2 separate regions of the Mus musculus genome follow, and region 2 is linked to region 1. Evidence: chromatin contacts called from public HiChIP or PLAC-seq data. All regions are on one chromosome and are shown on one strand. Each heading gives the region's core, a stretch centred on a gene start, on an enhancer-like site or on the middle of the called end of the contact. The rest is flanking DNA. Distances are from core to core; before and after follow the strand shown. Region 1 has its middle 20 kb from the start of Gm33538. Region 2 overlaps Tmem178 (transmembrane protein 178).

Region 1 (5,585 bases), core at 2,092-4,591:
AAAGTGCTGGGATTAAAGGCGTGCCCCCCCCACTGCCTAGTTTAAGAAATTGAGATTTTAGCCGGGTGTGGTGGCGCACGCCTTTGATCCCAGCACTTGGGAGTCAGAGGCAGGAGAATTTCTGAGTTCGAGGCCAGCCTGGTCTACAGAGTGAGTTCCAGGACTGCCAGGGCTATACAGAGAAACTCTGTCTCGAAAAAAAAAAAAAAAAGGAAAAAAGAAAAAAAGAAATTGAGCTTTTTAGATCCTTATTTCACTGTCCTTCTACTTGTGATATACCACCTGGTCTTTCGGGGTTCATCTGAGATGCCAGCTCCTCTCAGTGGGGATTGGAGACAGCTGAGCTTGCAGAGTGCTTGCCTGGCATGGATTCCTAGTGCTATCAACCTTGGCTGCATAGGGAGTTCGAGGCCGGCCTGGGCTGAGTGACTTCATGTCTCAAGGTCCTTCAGGGCACCCTGGAAGATGTTTCGTTTTTCTCTGACTTTGTAACTTGTGGTTCAGAAGCACCTTGTGGTTTCAGGGTTTCCTATCCCTGCTGGGTGCAAACCTCCGAGAAAAGCTGCTTTCTGTGTCTCCTCTGTCACGTGAGGGAGGCGACTCAGCTCAGTGTAGGCACTTATGGGGAGTGATGACCACGCCGAGTCTACACTGCCAGGGGAAAAAAATAGAAATCTTAAATAATGAAATAGTTCAAGGAATTTGAATATTTCAAAGCTCCAGCCACACAAAAGCTGAATAATTCATGCAAATATTTGAGGAAAAGAACAAAAGCCTATCTAATAATCCAGCTCACTGTTCTTTATTTGGGTCCATAAAAGGAGATGTCACGCTCAGGCCTGGTGGCAAACTCAGTTTTATGAGCTTTGAAATGTAGATTTGAGCCATTACATCACAATCAAAATTGAAAATTAAAAAGAAGCATTATTTAAAAAAAAGCAAACTCCAGATTTATGCCATTTCAAAGGAAGTGTCATTTGGAAAGAAGTTGACTCGCACCATGAAGTATGTGACATTTTTTTCAATTTCTATGCTCTTCTGTAGTAAGGGTGGGCTTGTGGGATGTGTAGACATGTGCCTAATCAAATTCAGCTTGACTTCTCGAGTTAAGAAAATGCATATGAAGTATTTCTGAGATAAGCAGACGCACGATCTATTTTTAGCTCACGAGTCTCCGGGCTGCTGGTGTTGGTCTCACCCCTTATTCGAAAAATAGCTTTGGAGTATGATCTACGGTTTCTTGTTCACTCAAAATACACAGGGAGAGCATGTATCCCAGGGTGCTGAAGGGTGCTTGAGAGCTCTGACTTCTGTTTTCCACTTAGGGAAGAGTACCGTACCATTATCTGTGCTTGTTTCTCACACACACACACACACACACACACACACACACACACACACACACACACGTGTTACTGATCTGGGACTGGAACAGAGCTCTTCTGGCCCCAGCCTTCTGTTCACTGAGCTGGATGACACTGGGAATTCATGCAAACTCAGAGATAAAACTGTGGTAGGCTATTAGCTGATTTCATGACTTAAGTCTAGACTCAACCCAGTGGCTGCCCTGAGACTTGCTTTTGAGGTACGACAGGAAGAGGACTGGAAGGTCCCTTCTTACGTTTGACATAGGACCTGAGTTAGGATGCGGCAGCTCTTGCGGGTAGTGGGTGTCTGCAGATGGGACCAGAATTAGCGAATAGTGAAAAGCCTAATAGAATTTTCTTAATTTGAAAATTTGAAGTAAACAAATCAGAAATGAATTTCAAGGTCATTGTAAGTAACAGGAAGGACTCAGAATGTCCTCACTAGCCACACGTCACTGCACTAACAGCCTGGCTCAGAAGCATGCGACAGTGGTTCACCGAGATTCGTTTTCAAGAAGAGTTTCCCTTTAAAAACGTGTATTTTTTTATTTATGTATGGTGTGTGTGTGTGTGTGTGTGTGCTCATGCTTGCATCTGTGTGCCCATACACACCAGTGTATACTTGTCTGAGTGTCAGAAGAGGCATGGGATCCTCTGGAACTGGAATTACAGACAATTGTGAGCCACCCACACGGATGGATGCAGCAATCTGAACTAGGGTCCTTTGCAAGAACACTAAATGCTCTTAGCTGCTGAGCTGTCTCTCCAGTCCCAGGAGGAGTCTCACTTTTAAGGTTGATGCTACAGTTGCAGATTTCTAAAGAACCAGTTCCTTTATTGTTTCTTGCTCTCTCTCTTTCTCTCTCTCTCTCTCTCTCTCTCTCTCTCTCTGAGAAGCTTTGCTTAGCAGCATAGGAAAGAAATGTATATATGGTTAGTTTATTATATATTAAAGTTAAAAAAATCTGACCTTAGTAAAAAAAAGTCATACTAGATACAGAAAAAAATAGACATTCAAAGAACCATATATCAAATATATATAGTGTATGATTATTTTATACTGATCTTTAAATGTGCATTTAAAATAATAATTACTACTACTACTAATACTACTGCTAAAATAATTACTGTTATTATTTTCAAGTCAGGGTTTCTCTGTGTAGCCCTGACTGTCCTAGAACTCACTCTGTAGACCAGGATGGCCTTAAACTCAGAGACCTGCCTGCCTCTGCCTTTGGAGTATTGGGATTAAAGGTGTATACTACCACGGCTTGGCTATTTTTATTGCTTCTTAATTATGTGTATGTGCATGTGTTTGTCTAAGTGTGGGAACGTGCACATGAAGTCAGCTGGCTGAGGAGGTCAGAGCCATCAGATATCCCTGGGGCTGCAGTGACAGGCTTGTGGGTATCCCGGTTCAGGTGTTGGAAAACCTACTTAGGTCTTCTGCATAAGAGCTACGATCATTCCTAGCTGCTGCGCCATCTCTCCAGCCTTGAAATGTAGATTTTTTTAAAAAAGATATTGATTTGTAAATATTTATTTCATTTTTATAGAAAAATAATTGATTAAATTTATGAGGTACAATGTGATATATTAACATATGTATACATGCAGACTAGCCTAGTAAAGCCAATTAACACTCTTACCTGGTATTCTTATCATTTCTTTGTGGTGAGAAGACTTAAAACCAAGATATAGAGTCTTAAAACCATAATTGAAAGAAACATATATCTCTGGTAGAATTTTATAGAAAGTTGTAGACATTCATGTATGCACACAGAGACAAACGCCCATGTGTATACAATTATATGCTCCATGTTTATATAATAAGTCTTTATATTGCAGTTGCAGTTTTCTATCTTTGATACAGAAGGAAAATGCCTAAATGAAAAACATGTGCACTCTTCAGTTCACAGCAGGAAGAAAAGAATCACCATTTCTTTGCATTTCTGTTGTTACTTCCTGCTGGGCAGCAGCAGTGATTCATGGTACAGTAATGTAATACTCACAGCTTCAGCGTCACAAGGCAAATGCCAGAGACTGACTGGGCAAGGAATCTGAAACAGCACTCTTGCTTTGGAAATATAAAATGTCAATAAAAGCCCATTCTTTAGGGAACTTAGAGATACTCAGTACTATAATCTCAATGCTGCTAATACCCTGATACAGTCCACCTTTCCTAAAGGAAGAATGGGGGATACCCAGGGGAGCCCCAACATGCTCAGGGGAGAACGGGAGCAAGGGATGGGGGAGGGGTTGTGGAAGGGGGTGACCAGGATGGGGACAGTGAATGGATGTAAAGTGAATAAGTAAAAACAACAGCAAAAACAAAACAGAATGTAACTGAATTTTACTTCCAGCTCATATGTTAAAAAAAAAAAAAGTCTCCCCTTTACCTATTTTTTTTAAAGCCAGGTCACTTTCTCTATATACATATAGATTGCTTTCACCACATGAACTGAAAGATGTTTTCTTACATATTAGGTTGTTTGGTAGAGATAATTTTAGATTTTTTTTAAGTTAGCTTTAAGTGGTGTGTATATTTATTCATTTCTGTGTTATTCTCTTGCACTAGTCTGTGTGCATCACGTGTGTGTAGGAGTTCATGGAGGCCAGAAGAGGGTGTTGGATCCATGCAACTGGACTTGCAGACAGCTGTGAGTGGTCACACATGGGTGCTGAGAACCAAATCTGGATCCTCTGCAAAAGCAGTACTATACTCAGTACTATACTCAGTACTATAATCTCAATGCTGCTAATACCCTGATACAGTCCACCTTTCCTAAAGGAAGAATAGGGGGTACCCAGGGGAGCCCCAACATGCTCAGGGGAGAACGGGAGCAAGGGATGGGGGAGGGGTTGTGGGAGGGGGTGCGCTTAAACCCCAAGCCACCTCTCCAGCCCCCAGGGGGGGGGTTTAAGGTTGGGAAAAAAATCTGAAGCCTTCAGGGATTAAGGTTAGTTGAATATAGAATAAACTGATATAATCACAGATGAGTACTTAGTTTTAAGGTCACGGTGTCCTAGAAAGGGCGCCAACATGACACAACTAGATCCTATAAGTACTAAGATGGCAGGCGTGTGCTGCCTCCCTTTTGGAGTTAGTAAAGTTACAACCTACTTATTGAATACTAATGATAGTCAGTATTAATAATTAAGTCAGTAATAGTAGTTAACAACTGAGTCTATAGGGCAGTGGTAGAGCACTAGCCTAGTATAAGCTAGCAGGTCCCAGGTTTAGTTTCTAACACCAGGAAAAAAAAAAAAACCAATCAACCAACCAACCAAACAAACAAACAAACAAACAAAACAGAAAAGCTGGTGGAATCTGAGAATAAGGAAATGTCTACATTCTGGACATAGGTGCAAGAGGATTAGAAGTCCAAAGCTATCCTTAGCTACATAGTGAGTTCAAGGCCAACCTGTGCTACATGAGATCCTGTCTCAAACCAAAGCAAAGCAAGGAATATGTTAGGCCAATCAGTTACCCATATAATAACATCTTTCTGATATGCACAAATTCCATTTGCTAAAGGTAGAAAATCCATTGGATTTTATTTTTCATTAGCCACCTGAAGAACCCTCAATTAATTGAGTTCACTCTGGGGATCCACAGCCATTATTTAAATTATAACCCAACGTGGATAATAACCTCCATTTGGTGCTGTAAAAATCAAACTATTAAGAAATAGTGTATTCCATTTACATAAGCTTTATCTTGTTCCCATGACATTTTTTTTTCAGTGACAAATCGATGTTCCATTGATAAATTAAAAACCACAACCCTGTAGTTCTGGGTGAACTTTTCACCAAGTTTCATTGCTGTAAACGAAAAACCAAAAAGAGTCTAGACTCACAGCTCTCCTTCCCTAGAGGATTAAAGGATTCAGAGATTTCTAGGATGTCCTTTAGGGTATTTGATGCTTTTGCTCTTGTTCATTTCTTTATTGATAAGAGTTTCTTCTTCTTCCTCCTCCTCCTCCTCCTCTTCTTCTTCCTCTTCCTCTCCCTCTCCCTCTTCTCCTCCTCCTTCTCTCCTTCCCCTCCTTCCCCTCCTCCTCCTCCTCCTTCTTCTTCCTCTTCCTCTCCCCCTTCTCCTCCTCCTTCTCTCCTTCCCCTCCTCCTCCTCCTCCTTCTTTTCTTCTTCTTCTTCCTCTTCCTCTCCCTCTTCTCCTCCTCCTTATCTCCTTCTCCTCCTTCCCCTCCTTCCCCTCC
Region 2 (5,197 bases), core at 1,429-3,928, 220 kb after region 1:
AGAGCGAGAGCGAGAGCAAGAGAGAGAGAGAGAGAGAGAGAGAGAGAGAGAGAGAGAGAGAGAGACTTCCTGACCGAAGAATACATCAAAATGGCATTAAGAAGTTTCAAAGTGTCGATTATATGTTTAAAATATTAAATGGGAATATACTTCAGTTGGTAGATATGTTCCTAACATTCACAAAGCTCCAGGCTTGATCCCCCTCCACATAGAACTAGACACGGTCTTGTGTGCCTGTCGTCCCACCCAGCACTTGGGAGGTGAAAACAGGAGAGTCAGGAGTTCTGTCCATCCTTGGGCTATATGAGATTCTGTATTAAAAAAATAAAAAAAAGCAAAATTGTGGCTGAAGAGATGGATGAGCGGTTAAGAACATTGACTTTTCAGTTCCCAGCACCCACGTGGCAGCTCACAACTGCCTGCAACTCCAGTTCCAGGGGGTCTGATGCCCTCACACAGACACACATGCAGCTCAAACACCAATACACCTCAAATAGAAATAAACAAATTACACACAGAAGATCAAAATGCTATGCTTATATGTCTATACATAACAATAAAGTCAATTCCCCTGTTTACTTTTTAATATGACTCTTAGGAAGTTTGGAATTGTGTAGCACGTGGCATCTCTTCCCTCTGGACAATCCTACTCATATTTACCCCTTCAGCTTGCGTATCCTCCTTTCAGTACGTAGACTGGACGGGTTTGCCCTCGGAAGGTGCTTGCAGCTGGCCAAGGCTCTTCTAGTCAGTAGAAGCTGCCCAGTTTACTGCACTTGGCTTATTCAATTCAAGTCAGCTCTTGATAAAGGGAGCGACAAGGGGACATTTCTTTCATCTGCTTAACACCTGCTTCCCTCTGAGATGAAGTCTCTCTGACAAGAACATAGCCGCTGCCCTGACCTGTAACCCTAGGGCCGATCTCCCCCTTTAAACTGGGGTGTGTGCTGGCAGAGCTTTAAAGAAACAAAGAGTCCTTTACTTTCTGCCCATGGGCCACTTATGGAATTCCAAGTGACCCTTAAGTGTTTTAGGAAGAGTGCATACTGTCGTGACCTGCCATCGAGAGGCTCTCAAGTGTCGGAGGCCTTGCTGTTATTTTACCCTTTCCAGACTTATCTGAGAGATGCCGCGCTCTGACAAAGAAGCCATAGCGTCTGCTTATAAGGGAGTTGAGTCATGAGCGGAGAGGGTGACTCTCTGACCCACCAGAAAAGACCAAAGTCAGAACTCGGCAACCAAGGCATGAGCTCAAGAAGACAGAACTGAGTTTGGGAAGAATTGAAGGCAAGCACCGTAGGAATAGGAGGGTCATGGAAACAGGCACAGCACTGCCATGGAATACTTTTAAGGACAGAAGTGGCCTCTGGGAATTATTCTCAGGGTCAGTAAGGTAGGGCTACAGAGATTCCAGTCAATGGGAAGCCATTCACACGTTCTCACGGTGTGATATGATACACAGAAACCCTAATATCATGCACTGAGGGAGTATGAGATCTCTCTCTCTCTCTCTCTCTCTCTCTCTCTCTCTCTCTCTCTCTCTCTCAGTTGTCAAAATTGGAAAGTTGGCATATTGGCCGAACACTAAAGCTATGTAATAAATAAGTACATAATGCTTATATGTGCCAAGCACTTTATTTTTAAATAAATGCATCTATTATGGCAAGTAAAACTCTCACAGCCACTAATTTAAATCCCACGTAAGCTGGGAATAGTGGCACATAACTGTAATCCTAGCACTTGGAAGGCAGAGGCCAGCCTGGTCTAACAGCAAGCTCCAGGCCAACCAGGCCTATGTAAAGAGATCCTCTCTCAAAATGAGAGTTGTAAAAAATATAGTGGGGGCAGGAGAGATGGCCCCATACTGCTCTTCCAGAGAATCCAGAACCCAGAACCCAGGCCATGGCTCACCACACCAGTAACTGAAGTTCCAGGATATCTGGTTCCCCCTTCTGGCCTTCCTGGGCAGTAGACACATAGTGCACATACATTTGTGTAGGCAACACAATCATACACATAAATAAAAGCACACAAATCTTAAAAAAAGTAAAAAGCAATATAACATGATACTGCAAAATACAGGAAGATGACTTCAAATTACATTTAACTTATTTTTTAAAGGAAGGATTTTATGTGTATGTGTCTTGCCTATATGTTTCTCTGTATTCCATGTGTGTGCCTGGTGCTCTCAGAGACCAAAAGAGGCTACTAGATCGTTTGGAAGTGGTTTTATACATGACTATGTGTCACCACATGGGTGCTTGGAATCAAACCCAGGTTCTCTGTAAAAGCAGCCCGTGTTTTTAGCCACCGAACCTATCTCTGAGCCCATCTCTCCAGACCTCTCAGGGATTACTGAGGCCCCAGACACCGTACGTGATCACAAAGCAGATTAGACCAGCGGTGGCACACATGTGGCCTGCTGTCTGAGAGAAGAGTGATATCGACGTTAGTTGGCAATCTCTGCAGGAGCCCAGTGCTGGGAGTCTTGCACAGAAGACAGGAGTGGACAGGCAAGAGGGACCAGTGGTTGGATCACTGCCCCGGGCAACTGTTGCATGGTTCTGTTTATCCCTTTGTACACATGAGCTAATCTGCGATGGCCATTTAGGGTCCAGCCTCCTGGTATGGGGCAGTGGTTCTGTCTAATGAATGTGAGCATTTGCCAAGAGATGACTCACAGTCCAGCATTGAGGTTTATAAAGGGCTAAGCCCTTCACAATAACCCTACAGAGTCTATGCCATCAGACCTCTGCTTTTATAAGAGAGGGAACTCAGGCGCAGGTTAAAGGATTTGCTAAGTTTACACAGCTGTAATTCAAACCCACGTCCTGTCTCTCTGCCCAGGTTCGAAGCCTGAATGACGTCTCAGTGTTGAATTACTGTGAGTTTTGTAGTATCTCATACTTGCTATGTCTCTCCCTTATTTAACCTCCCCGTGTGTCCCCGCGACTCACTAGCTGTGGGGCTAGTTCACTATTGTCAGCAGTAGAAACAGCAACGATTCACCAGACCAAAGGCTCCATTCCTCATCCAGTAGGATGTATTTATTTATATATCTTATTCTATGGTTTTTTAGCATCCTTAAAGTGGCTTTACTTGGCCCTGTAAGAAGCTAATTATTCACCAAATATAGACCACGGCTTGTTCTTTTCAGCCCCCTGCATGCTTTTTCCCCTCATTGTGCGATGCCATCTGGTGCTATGAGCTCATGCTTTCTGTGCTCCTTTGCAGAGCGCCAGATTCGTCCTTTCTGAGCCCAGAAAGCAAGGTTGATTTCAGAGTTTGCTTGTGTGGCTTTGAGAGCACTGGGGTCTAACGCCTCCTAGTGGATTTTGCCGGTATCACTCCTTACCATCACCACAGGGAATTCATGCTCACCCATGTAGACTGTCCGTCCATGTCTTTCTTTCTGAGTCAATAGCTTTGGTGAGCCACCCAGCACCAGCAGGTCTTTTTCTGTGTCGTTTTTATTGGCTTAATGCTTGGGATGTGGGAAGCCAAACCCTGATAATTACACTTTCCTCTTCAAATCTGTCTCACTTTGTGCTGTGGCGGTAGAACACGTATTAAAGAGAAGGAGATCGGAAGTCTTGTGGCTGGCCTCGGATCCGTCCTTCACACACTCTTTCTCCAAAGTCCGGAGTCTCTCTGATCATTTTTTCCCCAGGAGTGGAGCACTGGGAACATAGGACATTTTCTTGTATACCGAGCTTAGGATATCAGAGCTTCCCCACCAGACCTCTGATCTTTGAGACTTTTGAGTGCTGCTCGTCAGATCTGCTCCCTCTCTTTCCACCTTCTGATGCTCGATCAGCGTCCTTGGCAATTAGACTAAGATCCAAGGGATATGAAGTGTGTCTGGTGATGTCTGCGCTGCTAGCCTCGGGTCTCACTCCAGCAGAGCACCGGCCAGGCGATTGCCCTCTTCCTGTAGCCCTGCCTCCTGGGGGACTGCGTGGTACTATGAAGGCACAGAGGAGAGAATCAGTCCCAGGGATGTTTAGAGTAGTTTAAGGGAGCACACAGTGTCTTAAGTGCAGAAGTCGTTCTAGGCAAACCATCTCTGAGTCTGAGAAAGCTGGTTTTTGTTTTGTTTTCCCAATTCCGTACCTCTTCACCAGCATGAGGCAGCTTCTAAGAGATGCAGGTGGGGAAGCCATGGAGTCAGCCATGTAGCTGGTCTAATCCCCAAATGAAATGTATCGACAGGTGTGGAAAATGGAGACAGACACAGCCCTCTGCCAGGAAGCAGCTTTGTTTCCAAAAGTGCTCACGTTGGTACTGAATTGGAAAAAAAATCGATTTTTCATATCGAATTGACCGTTTTACTTTAGAATAGCAATAACTGTAGAAATCTGTAGAATTAGCACCAGTTTCTAAAAGTTAAAGAATTCAGTTTGTCTAACCACACACACATTAAGACTTGCTTATGTCGTTGTACTGTGGCCTAGGCTAATTCCTCAACCTCTGAACTTCAGACATTTTTTGTTTAGTGGAATAATTATTCCTGGGGTCGTTGGTGAATGTCAATTGGATTACTTTTATATGTGTATGTGTGTGGTGTATTGGTATATCTCTATCTCCCCTTGTGGAGGAACAAGTATATGTGGATGCGGGTAGAAACCAGGGCTTGATGTTGGCCATCCACATAAATTACTCTGCATCTGAGATACTGAGGCAGAGCACCATACTTGAACGTGCCTGTTCCAACAGATCAGCTAGTCAGCTTGCTCTGGGGACCTTCTCTCTCTCTGGGCTTCTCCTGGGACTAGGATGGGCTGCCACGCCCAGCCAGTATTTATGTAGGTGTTGAGGATCTGAACTCCAGCCATCATGCTGATGGGGCAAGCCCTTGGCCTGCTGAGCCGTTTCCCCATCCCTCACGGAGGTTTTGTTAGATAATTTTTATGTGTAATTGGGATGATCAGGTCATCTCTGTCTTCTGGTCCATACATGGTATTCTGCATAAACTGAACTTTGTCTAGTGAACCCATTTGTATTCCCGACATGTGTCTCATCTGGTCATGGTGCATGGCTTTTTACATGTTGCTGAGTTCAGATTGCTAGTATTGGGAACAGTTTTTGCATAGAAAATATCAAAGAAAGTGGCATATTTTCCTGGAGTTGTGTAAGAGGACACAATTTTGATCTGCAGAACCCATGATATTTTTTGTTTGTCTGTTTGTTTTTTTAA

What was found. HiChIP or PLAC-seq counts read pairs in DNA pulled down with a chosen protein or histone mark.
Region 2: a contact with region 1 is called in an HNF4G HiChIP or PLAC-seq map of pancreatic cancer cells. The contact joins two enhancer-like sites. A contact is called at or near these places in 1 of 15 datasets of contacts at CTCF or cohesin (the NIH/3T3 cell line), 13 of 484 Hi-C or Micro-C datasets (cerebral cortex, cortical neurons, embryonic stem cells and 1 more), 5 of 115 datasets of contacts at active chromatin or transcription factors (bone marrow-derived macrophages, embryonic basal ganglia, embryonic fibroblasts and 2 more) and 1 of 9 other capture datasets (embryonic stem cells).

Annotation. Positions count from the first base shown.
Region 1 is chr17:80,762,055-80,767,639 of GRCm38.p6, forward strand. No RefSeq gene overlaps it. Among named protein-coding and RNA genes, the nearest start is that of Gm33538, 20 kb to the right of the region's middle. Within about 2 kb of position 3,342, at least 48 of the 459 cell types and tissues checked have an H3K27ac peak or open chromatin away from gene starts, as enhancers often do. A contact at or near this core is called in bone marrow-derived macrophages and pancreatic cancer cells, where this site is marked.
Region 2 is chr17:80,979,298-80,984,494 of GRCm38.p6, forward strand. All of the region lies in intron 1 of Tmem178 (transmembrane protein 178), which reads left to right. Among named protein-coding and RNA genes, the nearest start is that of Tmem178, 37 kb to the left of the region's middle. Within about 2 kb of position 2,679, at least 71 of the 459 cell types and tissues checked have an H3K27ac peak or open chromatin away from gene starts, as enhancers often do. A contact at or near this core is called in bone marrow-derived macrophages and pancreatic cancer cells, where this site is marked.